Regions from separate parts of the Capsicum annuum genome. Here region 2 is linked to region 1. A link is a contact called in public Hi-C data. All regions are on one chromosome and are shown on one strand. Each heading gives the region's core, a stretch centred on a gene start, on an enhancer-like site or on the middle of the called end of the contact. The rest is flanking DNA. Distances are from core to core; before and after follow the strand shown. Region 1 holds the start of LOC107856284 (bifunctional purple acid phosphatase 26). Region 2 holds the start of LOC107853607 (translocase of chloroplast 90, chloroplastic).

The links. Hi-C and Micro-C count contacts between places; a contact is called where the count stands out from the background.
Region 2: a Hi-C map of bud shows a contact between it and region 1, with 5 times the contacts expected there. The contact joins the promoter of LOC107853607 here to the promoter of LOC107856284 in region 1. A contact is called at or near these places in 4 of 5 Hi-C or Micro-C datasets (bud, leaf and placenta).

What each region holds. Positions count from the first base shown.
Region 1 is chr7:17,921,008-17,926,835 of UCD10Xv1.1, forward strand. LOC107856284 (bifunctional purple acid phosphatase 26) reads right to left here and starts at 3,600. Exons shown (of 10, transcript XM_016701270.2): 1 at 3,202-3,600; 2 at 535-753; 3 at 1-77. The coding sequence starts at 699.
Region 2 is chr7:18,093,302-18,099,452 of UCD10Xv1.1, forward strand. LOC107853607 (translocase of chloroplast 90, chloroplastic) reads right to left here and starts at 2,501. Exons shown (of 3, transcript XM_016698585.2): 1 at 2,188-2,501; 2 at 480-611. The coding sequence starts at 606.

The DNA of each region.
Region 1 (5,828 bases), core at 2,350-4,849:
CTAGACCCTGGTGCATCAGCAGTTACCCATGTGATTATGACAGCTTTCCCGTTATAGTCACCCTGTGAAATATGCACCTAGAAAAATGACGGAAGTCATTAGCACTTTAGAGGCCAGATAAACCCATTGTCATCTCAAAAGCTATGTTAGCTTGGATTTTGAAACAGAAAAGAACAAATACGAGCAAAACGTCTAACTTATCACAAAGCAACCATGGAATTGAAATTCGTCAGAGAAAACAAAATGGGGAATTCGAGCTTCTCATGTTCTGCGAAACAGATGAGCATGACAAGAACGTTCTACTAATATTTGTTGCAATATTATACTGTTCACTAATATCACAATTTTCACCTCTCTCCAGAAAGTGGTTGTAGAGAACTTTACAAATCGGAAGATTGAATGCATTGAAGTAAGACTTGGATTTAAAGCATCGAACAAGAATTAACTAAGAAAGGACTGCAGCGGAACAAGTCACCTATTAAGAAAGCTTTGACTGACCCAACAAAAAAGGAAGTCTTAAGACTGCAAACTTACTTGCTGTGGAGCGTTATAACCCTTTGGAACTGCAAGCACTTCATTTTCAAGGGGAATATCCACAGACGGGAACTGAGTTCGAACGAATGCACTTGTTTTACCAGCAGTACCATTGTCTATAAATGTCAAAAAGAGAGATAACAAGAAGAAGAGATGAAGCAACATTGCCTCCTCTCCGCTAACTTTCAAGATAAGCACTGATCAACCAGAGAGAATTGACTGCATCCAAGAAGAATCAACACAGTGATCAGAAGGTTAATGACATAAGATAACTACTTATTTATGAGAATATACAATCTGATTCCATCCCCAAAATAGATTCCCTTTTTGAATATTTATCACCTAACTCATCAAACTACAATAAAGCAGAAGATCTCTTTTGTAGAAATAGTACTTACATAAAATTAAAAGATCTTCCATCCTTAAAAACAATGTTTTTTTCCTCATCTCTTACCCCTTCTCCTTGAAACAAGTAAATTGGAAGATAAATGGAAAAAGATGAAATAGCACAGAAGAAGTAAATGTAAACATTACAACTACATTCTGAGAAATATCCTAATAAATGCCACAAAAATATTGGGGAGAGGTAATTTGATAGGACATGCCACAACTTCATATTACCGAAGACATGACTTTAGATAGGAAGGTGTGGAAGTCACATAGTAGGGTAGAATGTTAGTACGTAGTGAAGTGTAGTCTTTCTTTTCGACGGCTTAGGCTTGTTGGTGTTTGTTATAGTACTAGACATATTTGTGTAGTTCTCTCTTCTGATATCAATCATCGTGGGTTGTCCATTGTGTTTCGATTATCACATTATTTTATTGTTGTTATTGTTCCTTTCTTGTAGGCTAGGCATAGCTTTTGTTATTAATTGATACACGTTCTTCACTGCTTTCTTCTTCTTTTACTTGGATTTGTTGCACTTGAGCCGAGGATCTCTCGAAAACAGCCTCTCTACCTCCACGAGGTAGTGGTAAGGTCTGCGAACACTCTACCCTCCCCAGACCCCACTGGTGGAATTTCACTAGGTATGTTGTTGTTTGTAATGTTTTACTTGAGCTGAGGGTTTATCGGAAACAACCTCTCTACCTCACAGTTAAACATAATCAACAACTATGCCTCAGTAAGCTAGGGGCGGAGTTAGAAGGTTACCTACGGAGTCAGTAGTTTTAGTCCAAGCCCTATATCTACGGGAGCGGATCTAGGAGGGGGTGAGGGTGTTCTCCCAAACCACCGTGGCAAAAAGTTGCACTTAGTGACTCAGTGATTTGGGGAATTCAAAATTCACTTTGAGGTTCCAAGTTCAAATCCCAAGCACTACATTTTTATTTTTCGAACCCCATTAGTGAAAATCATGGATCACACTGTGTATCTGCATCAAGAAATCCTCTAAATATGTACAAGAAAAGTAAATTCAGAACCTAGTTACGAAAACCTGATATCTCTATATTGGAATTTAGAACCCATCAAGTTCAAATCCTAACTTTGGCTATGTCCCAAAACAAGCTGTGATCATACAATTATCTACATCAAAATGCGATCTTTTTGTATTGGGTGTACTAAAAGTCTAGAATCATCACAAACCTAATAAAAAATGTATGAACTTTACTCCTATTGAAATTATATATAGTTGTTAAAATATGGGAACAAACAAGCAACATGAAGATCATATCAATTATCTATATCAAATGCAATCTTTTTGAATTGGGTATACTAGAATCATCATAAACCTAGAAGGCAAATGTATGAAATTCATTCCTATTGAAATTATATACAGTTCTTAACTCCATCAAAATACAATCTTTCATAAAAAGAATCACACTAATATGAACTAATGTTATTAGAACATCAAGAAAGTGATCAAGGGGCTAAACCACAAGGGAGTGAACTAACAAGTCTTATTTTTGTACTATCAGCAGAGCTAGGGGTTTATCAGAAACAGTCTCTCTACTTCATCTGAGGTAGTTGTATGGACTGCATACAAGTACCCTCCCCAGACCCCCCACACTTTGTGGAAATACACTGGGTATGTTGATGTTGTTGTTGTACTATCAACAGAGCATTATGCCTTCATCTACACTAAAAATGCAATCTTTTTGAATTGGGTATAGTAGAATTATCACACACCTAACAAAAAATGGATGAAATTCAGAGTTCTTAAAAGGTCAGCCCGGCGCACTAATGTTACAACTATGCACAGGATCCGGTGAAAGGCCAAACTATAAGGATCTATCGTACACAGCCTTTCGGAGTTCTTTACTTGTCAAATTACAATCTTTCATAAAAAGCAATCATACCATCATGAAATGTGATTAAAACATCAAGAAAGAGATAAAGGGTATTGTATCAGCAAAATGGGTGTACTGAACCAGCAAAATCTTGATAATTTTTGTATCAGCTTAAAATGCAATCTTTCTGAAATAGGAGTATCAAAAAAAGTTCAATATCAAATTCAGTGTTCTTAAAAAGGCAATCCGTATACGAACGCCACCGCTATGTGCAGGTCTGAGGAAGGGCCGGACTACAAATATCTAATTTACACAGCCTTTCAGAGTTCTTAACTAGTCAAATTACAATCTTTTACAAAAAAACAATAGTAATAATCATACTCATACGAACAAAATGTGATCAATTAGAACATCAAGAAAGTGATGAAGGGTAATGTACCTTGAAGGCTGAACTAGCAAAATCTTGATATTTCTGTACTAAAAATGCAATCTTTTTGAAATGGGTGTATCAAAAAGATGACTTTTTCAATTGAGTATAGTAGAATTAATACAAATAACATGTGAATTAATTTAATTAACAAGGGAACAGTGTGTCTGTATCAGTTGGTTGAGTGTGTTTGGGTTGTTAGTTTAATGGCTTAAAAATGGAGAAATGTCAGAAGGGATTTTTGTGGTTACGTGGCAAGCTGTAATTGGTGATCTATTTCGTGAATCCATCCAAATGTTGTGTGGCCCTTATGTCCAACTGAATGAAATATCTTTTACTTTTTTATCTTTTTTAGATCTATCTATAATTCTTTCCCCTAAATTTTCTGTTCAAAGTGAGGGAATTAAGGTTAACCATTACAAAGATTAATCCAATCCATATATATATGATAAACAAATTTCAATACTAGATTGTATTTTCATAACATGTTTACACACACGTACAATATCATTACTCTTCCGATTATTTTTACTTATTTAATATATTAAATTATATATTTTTTACACTTATCCTTTAAAATATCAAGAGAAAAATATTTTTTTTCGTATTTTTACTCGAAGTATTTAATTGCTTATTCTCCAAATTATTCTCTTTCAAATAGTGTGCTTTGAATAATGAAGGTTAATTTATTTGGTTTTGGGATATATACATCATGGTGTATGCTTGATTAGATTATATCAAAATTTGTGGATTGTATTTGATAGAGATGAACTATACTTGGAACGCTGGACTACTTTTACTAAAATATTTTCTTGGTGTCCATGGTGTCTCGTATCCGTCCGCATAGGAGCGTGACTAATTTGATATTGAAATCTACACCTTGTGGGGCCTCTTCGGAGAAAACACTTCCTACCAAAAAGTTTTCATACTCAAGACTTAAACTGGAGACTTCTGGTTAACTTCGATTTGAATCTCATTTTAAATTTGTTTTCGCATGGGTCTTCAACTGTAGATTTCTTTAACCTTGAAAAATGTATTTATAAAATAAAATTCTGATTTTACCTCTTTTATTTTTGAACTCGTTTTCAACCGACTCAAATATGGGTAATATGACTATCGTTAGCTTTCTTTTAACACGTAAATGCTATATTTGAATATTGTAGTTGATTCCGAGGCTGTTCGGAAGGGGGAAGCACCGTATTGAAGCATTTTAGGCTTGGATTTCATCGCTTTGAGGTAGGTTATGACTTAACTTCTTTCAGGTTGAGTTGGGTAGTTAATCAATAACTAAAGCATGTTATAGATTGGGGAAAATAAATATGGAATAGATATTTTGTGATTATTATTACTGTTGTGCATTCGAGTGGGGGCTTATATCCCGCTGTTGTTGACTTGTGATATTTGATATTGCGTGTTGCCTGTGTAAGGGCTTTATTTGACATCATTGACCTTATTTATCCATTTAATTGTCTTTATTCTAGATATAATGTCCGTATGGAGGTTTAAACTGTTATTATAGGTCTTGAGCATTGGTTGCCTTTTTCATGATAGAGATGCCCGAGGTAGGGATTGATGTGATATTAATGATGTCTTATATGCATATTTATTCCAATGGTGCCTAATTAGAGTTGATAAGCCTGAATTGTCGACATATTGAGTTTATTTATGTGCACATTTATATACGTATTGAATGGATTCAATATCTTCATACTGATTTGGTTCTCAACATTACATCCTCATTCCATACGTATACATTTATGGGATACAGGTACCATTGAGAAAAATTGTTTTTAAAAAAATTAGATATTTTTAAAAAATCTCTCTATGAACACAAGCCGGAGAAGTTGTTTGAGGTTGAGATATGAGTTATAGAATATGAATTGTGAAACCCCTATAGGTTTTATCATGGGAGTTACGAGCCCAATAGGTGTATATCAAAAGTCAGATGGTGACTTTCACTATTCATTCCATCATCATTGCATTACAGTACATATGCATCTTTCATGATTTACTTAGTTTCCCTCATTTTCTATTTAGTTTCTGTATATTTATCGTATATATTTGTGTTATTTCATTGTTAGTATTTATATTATAACTGCTAGTAGAGACGGTGTGAGCTACCTTTGGTAACTTTTTTATTTGCAGGTGACGTGCTCATATTTTTCTTTACTTCAGGTGTAAATCCTAACACGAGTATGGATTATGGAGATTGACTCGTGTAGTGAAATTGGTGATATCTTGAGGTACTGGCCCACTCTAGACTTTGAAAGTTGACTACAGACCATCTCTATCTATTAGTTGCCTTTACTTATATTCCAGAGACAGATTATATATTTTAGTTCCAGATATTATATTAGATGCTTTTATACTAGTGATATCAGGTTTTGGAATGATTATGTTTGTTCAAACTTCCGCATTTGTATATGATTTGGCCTAACTTCATTCTAGAAGTCTCATCTTATTTATGTTTATTGTTTGATTTTGATTTTTCTTTATCAACTTGGGGTGATTGGCTTACTTATCAAGGATGGACCGCGATAAGTGTCATCATGACCCCATTTTTGGATCGTGACACTAGCTTTCTTCAATTAATATCAGAGCCAATTTTTTCATTAAAGATTAATACTTGAAAAGAATTT
Region 2 (6,151 bases), core at 1,251-3,750, 170 kb after region 1:
CAACATGCTACCACTTATTGGAAACCAACATAAATAGATAAACAAAAAGATACCGACAATCTAAACGTGTCAGAGTTTCTAAAACTGATACATTGTTCAGAACTTGATCCAACCGCTGCAACTTTAGTTTCACCTGTTAATAGAATCTATAAAATATAACCAAATAACAGGCCATTTGATTAGCTCTCACTTTATAAACACTATTTCTTGTGTAGAACTTCATGAACCTCTCTGTTTAAGAGCATAGAGCAACTTCAGCTGGAAAGTCCACATCAAACTCCATCAAACAAAATAGACATGCTTACACTACTGTATATACCCAAGAATGCAAAGCAAAAACCAACAGAAGAAATTGACTATGGAATTGAAGCTAGAAAACAATCAAAACACTGCTTCCACACTAACATACAGTCATTATTCTAATGAAATAGCAAAAACTACAGGTGAACATTTTATCACAGCACATGAAGCAGAATTACCTGGGCGATCAAACTCTTGATCAGGATGTTCCTCTGTCAAGAAGTTATCTGATGCTAAAAGTGGTCTTGATGAGGCTACCGACTTCGTTATTAACTGTGACAGTACCCAGTCCTTGAAGCTCATCATGTTTTCTGCACATAAGGACAAGGATTCTCACTGTTAATTCAGCTTGTCCCTAGTAGTATAAGATATTAGGTGGCAACACCAACTGAAGATGTTCATACAATTTTATCATAGAAAGAAAGTAGTGTGAACCAATAAATGGACTACGGAGAAATTCTTATATTAAGATCGTGATTGGACCTGTTTGGCAAAGAGAATAATCTTAAACCTTCAAGAACAATTAAAAAAGGGACAATGTTCCATTGGAATGTGAATATGTGACTTAGTCCTAGTTACTATTCCGGGGAATTAAAGAAGGGGAGCTCTCAAACTGCTTGAATGAGAACACTACTTCAAAGTTCAAATGATTCCAGGATATTTAACAAATTACCAAGAAGGCTATTCACCATCTATTGATCAGTTTCCTTCATACTATCTGTATCGTAGTGTTACGATTTCTTGCAAAGGTTCGGGTCACTGGACGATGAACAGAAAAGCCCGAATCAATTGATTTGGACTTCCCCTTTCCTTTGTTTGAATTCCTAGATCGACCTATTTTGTAGATAAATTCAGCTGGTTAAAGGGAGGTTGAAATCTTAAAGTTCATTAAAAGAGAGAACTCCGATCTCTTTAGCTCGTTAAAGGGAGGCTGAAACCTTAGAGTTCAATGGAAGAGAACTTATTAATTCTCATATCTCCCTTTAAATAGTAGTCTTATTACATCAACAAAAAGCCTAATCCTTAAACTGGGAAATATAAAACCATATTCTAGAATAATCAATGGAAAGCCTAACCTTATGAAACTAGGAAACATAAAACCCTATTCTAGAATAATAAATAAAGCTACTTAAATATAATTATATAATAAATAAAACTACTTAAAATATAAATAAATAATAACCATATTCCACGCATCCACAACACTTAGTTTCACTCTAATGTTTCACAGTTGCAGAAATGCCAAGTAAGGCTCTATGCGGTAGGTTCATTGTGTTCTGCCCCTTCCCCCAACCTCACACATAGAGGAAGTTTACTGCACCAAGATGTCATTTTTATATTTCAAACTTGCCATTTATTTGATGGGTGATCATTTCCGGCATAAATTATACCTACGTGGAAACTGAGAAACATCAACCAAGAAAATATAACAGTACCTAGTTTTAGTTTAAAATGCCAAAGAAAAACAAACATCTACAGTCCTAATCAAACAAGAAATACAACACCACCAAGTGAACTCTTCTTTCTAGATCAACACAGCTTTCTGAAATACAACAACAACAACAACAACAACAACAACAAACCCAGTGTAATCCCACAAGTCAGCTCTACAGAGGGTAGACTGTAAGCAAACCTTACCCCTACCTTAAAGAACGTACTGAGGTTGTTTCCAATAGACCCTCGGGGCTGAACGAAGAATGAAAAAGTGGAAGCAGAAACAACAAGAAAATAAGATAACGAGGTTAAATATCAACAGGTAATAACAGTTTTTGCGATAAGGCAATTCAATCAAAATGGCAGAACCAAATGCTGAAAACTGACAAAAACTCAAATTTCAATTCAAAATCACAAAACCCAAATGCTAAAAACTGGCAAAAATTCTAATACCTGTTGCAGGTATCCCGTGGAATTAGTCGAACTGGTTCAGACACTGCGATTATAAAAAGAAAAAGGAAAAAAAACTGACAAAATCCAGATGCTAAAAACCGAAAAAAAAAATAATAATTAAAAATGGAAGGAAAAGCAAAGTTTAGACAATTGAAAATCAAAAGGGTATTGAAGAAAAAGGGGAATTTGAATACAAGAAACTTAGGGGAGAGTTTAAGAATTTTGGGTTGGTGGATCGAAATTGATTGTTGGGTTTATTTTGTTGGTTTTGAGATAAGACACAACGAACATGTTGTTCTAGTGACTCTCCGCCCTAAATTAGTTTCCATATATGTAGTTTTTGTCTTTTCTTTCCTTTGTTTTTTTATTTTCTTTTATCTTTTATTCACTATTCCAAAAAGATTATTTATTTTCATTTGATACACGTAGTTTTAAAAAGTAAAAAATACTTTTAAATTTTATGATATTAAATTAAAATTATGTTAAATGTTTCAAATAATTAGTACATTTGACAAACTCAAATCAGCTCAATTGAAGAGTTGAAGTTTGACTACAACTCTTAAAGAAATTTGAATTTGAGTTCTAATGAAAGTAAAAGTTTGATGGGAGAAGAGCTTTTTGGAGAGTTATGTTTAAATTGAATAAGGAATATTCAGAAAGTAATTGATAAATTGACTTGATAGTGTGTAACTTGAAAACTGAAGAAACATATTATTAACTTGGCCTGATACTAAGAAACATAATATGTCTCTTAGTCTTGATGGCCCTAATACTAAGGAAGATGAGAGGTCTTAGTCTTCGTGTCTTAGGAGTTGGTTACAGAGTTATAATATTGATGTAATTCTGATATCAGTGAATTATAAAATTATTAGTGCAGTTTAATATTTTAATTCTATTAAAGTGCACTATATCAAATGATAAAGTGTGTTCTTGATAGTTGCGATGCACATTAGTAGAATATTATTAAGAGTAAAAGTGTGTATTTACTTTATGTAATTCTTATAACCACTAACACTTTATTTCGGTCATTATTTTATGGTAGAATGTGACATTTATTTCTTGTAACATCTACCATTAGTCTACCTCATTACTCTTATAACTCTTGTAAGCCTACCTCATTACTCTTATAACTGTTGTAACATTTATAACATAAAAGACTATTGATCTTTCCTCTTTACGATCCCTCTTTATTATTCCTATTCAATATAAGTATGAATACTTCAGGTATAAATAGAGGTGGTCTTGCATGTAACTCTTGTGACATTTATAATCTAAAGACTATTGATCTTTCCTCTTTATGATCCCTCTTTATAATTCTTATTCAATACAAAGATAAATACATCACCTATAAATAGAGGTGGTCTTGCATGTTATTGCATGTATAAGAAAATATGATAAATGTGAAAAAGATTATAGTGTGTAATAGTGAAAGAGAAAGTTGAGACAAAGAAAATATTCTAAGTCTACAAGTATATTCACTATACAAAAGAGAGTAATTATATTAGTGAAAGAAAGAGTTGAGACAAAGAAAATATTCTAAATCTTTAACCATATTCACTAAACAAAGAGAGTAAATATATATTGAAAGAAGGTGCTTTTATGGTAGAGCTTTGGATTCTTCAATTAATCCAGAGTTACTTGAGTTGTACATCTTTGATGGGTTATTGTACCCTAGAGGGGACAAGTCACGAGATATATTGTTGGATTGGTGTAAATTATGCTACAATGAGCTTGAATCTCCTTAAAGAGAGCGAGATATCCGCGCCTCAACCAAGAAGAAGATTATCTATTTTTTCTTCATTTTGTTCATTTTATTATTTAAACTGTAACTATTTTAATTTGTGGCATATTACACCAACAAAAACTGAGTTAGATTTATTGTCTTCATGTTAGGAAACTCAATAACTTGGGGTCATACACCTTAGGAGGTTTGTGATTGAGCTTAATTAGGAGTTAAAGCTTATAATTTCTAGGTTATAAGAGTCTTGTAATTTGTCGTAGTAGTTGAGGCTCAAGCTGTTCTAGTGAAGTTTGGGGTTAAATCTTGTAGAGGTACAGGTCGTGATTTTTTTACATCCTTTTGAATCGGGTATTTTTCACGTAAAAATAATTGTCTCTTTTACTTACAGTTTTACTGCTTCATCAAAAGACGTAGACGACTTGTTTCATACATAGACAACTCTTAAATAATAATAATAAGTAAACTTATAGGTCGTGTAGAATATCAATTGGTATCAGAGCGAGATTATCTTGTAAGGGTTAACACCTATTAAGATCACGATGAACTCTACACCACCTATTGAACATAATAAAAGTTAATCAACAACTCGACCAGAGATGGATATCATTTCATTTGATGGAAGGCTAAGATGAAGATGTACTTTCAAGGTGAGGATTTTGAACTGTGGGACAAAATCACTGATGGACCAATAATTTCCATAAAGATAGTTGATAGAGAACAAGTAAAAAAGACAGAAAGTGAATTCACCACTGAAGACCTCGTTGCACTCAGAAAAAATACAGAAGATAAAAATATTCTTGTTTGTGGTCTAGGTCCAGCTAAATACAATAGAGTGTCAAACAATACTACTGCTAAATAAATTTGGGATGCTTTGATAAATGCTCATGAAGGCACAAGTCAAATAAGAAAATTCAGGATTTCTTTACTCTTCAGTGAATATGAAGCCTTTAAACAAGTCACTACAAGACATGATAACTAAATTAACATCTTTGGTTAATGAGTTGTCATTCCTAGGGAGGGTTCTATCTACTGAGGAACAAGTAAAGAAGGTTTTGAGAGTTCTATCAAATTTCAAATGAGATGTTAAATTCACAGTCATAAGGAAAGCTAAGGATTCACTATAATGTCCTTTGATGAGTTAGTTGGAAATCTAAAGACCTATGAGATGGACATGAAAGATCTCAAAACGGAGGAGGTGGCTAACGAAAAATCACTAGCTCTAAAGGCATCTAACAGTGATGAATCTATAGTGAATGAAGAACAAGTAGTTTGTATTACAAAGAAGGAATCTAACAGGACAGGAATAAATAGCAGAAAATGATCCAATGATAAAAATTCGATTGGATAATATAAATGTGACAAAACTGATTATTAAGGATTGTCCTTTACGGGATATTGAGTGGAAAAAAAGAAAGAGCTGAAAAGGAACTTAAGAAAAAGGAAAAGGAAGGATATGTCATGATGGTTGTTTGGGGTTCAGACTCAGAAAAATCAAATGATGAAGATAAAGGTGAAACTGCTTTCATGGCTATTAGAGATTCAGATAGAGAAGAGAAAGAAGGAACATTTGAGGAAAAAGTGAAAGAAGGCAAGCGACATTGATACATAGATAGTGCTTGCTCAAGATATATGACCGGAGACAACAAAAAAATCCTTTCACTTACCTTATTTGAAAGGGGAAATGTGTCAGTTGGAGACACCAAAAAGGGTACTATCACTGAAGTTGGAAAGATTGGTAGATCTGAAACAAAAGCATTGAAAGATATCTATCATATTGATAAATTAAAGCACAATTTGTTCAGCATCTCTATACTTTGTGACAAAGGAAAAAAGGAAACTTTTACTTCTACAGGTTGCAAGGATAAGAAGCTGGATACAGAAGAGATTATTCTGACTACCAAGAGACACGAAAATGTGTATAAAACTGACATTATGGGGATGCCCAGTAAACTTGACATGTCTTGGTGCAATTAATTGTGACCCCCTGCTATGACACAAATACTTGGACATGCAAGTCTGAAATAGCCGAACAAAGTTGCCTCAAAAGACATAATTGTAGGCTTGCCTAAAACTAAGTTCAAAGAAGAAAAAGTTTACAGTGCATGTGTAAGGGAGAAGCAAGTGAGATCATTATTCAAGATAAAAAATCATGTCAGCACAAAAAAGTGTCTCGATCTGTTCCATACAAACCTTCGTGAACCAATGAGGATAAAAAGCAGAGAA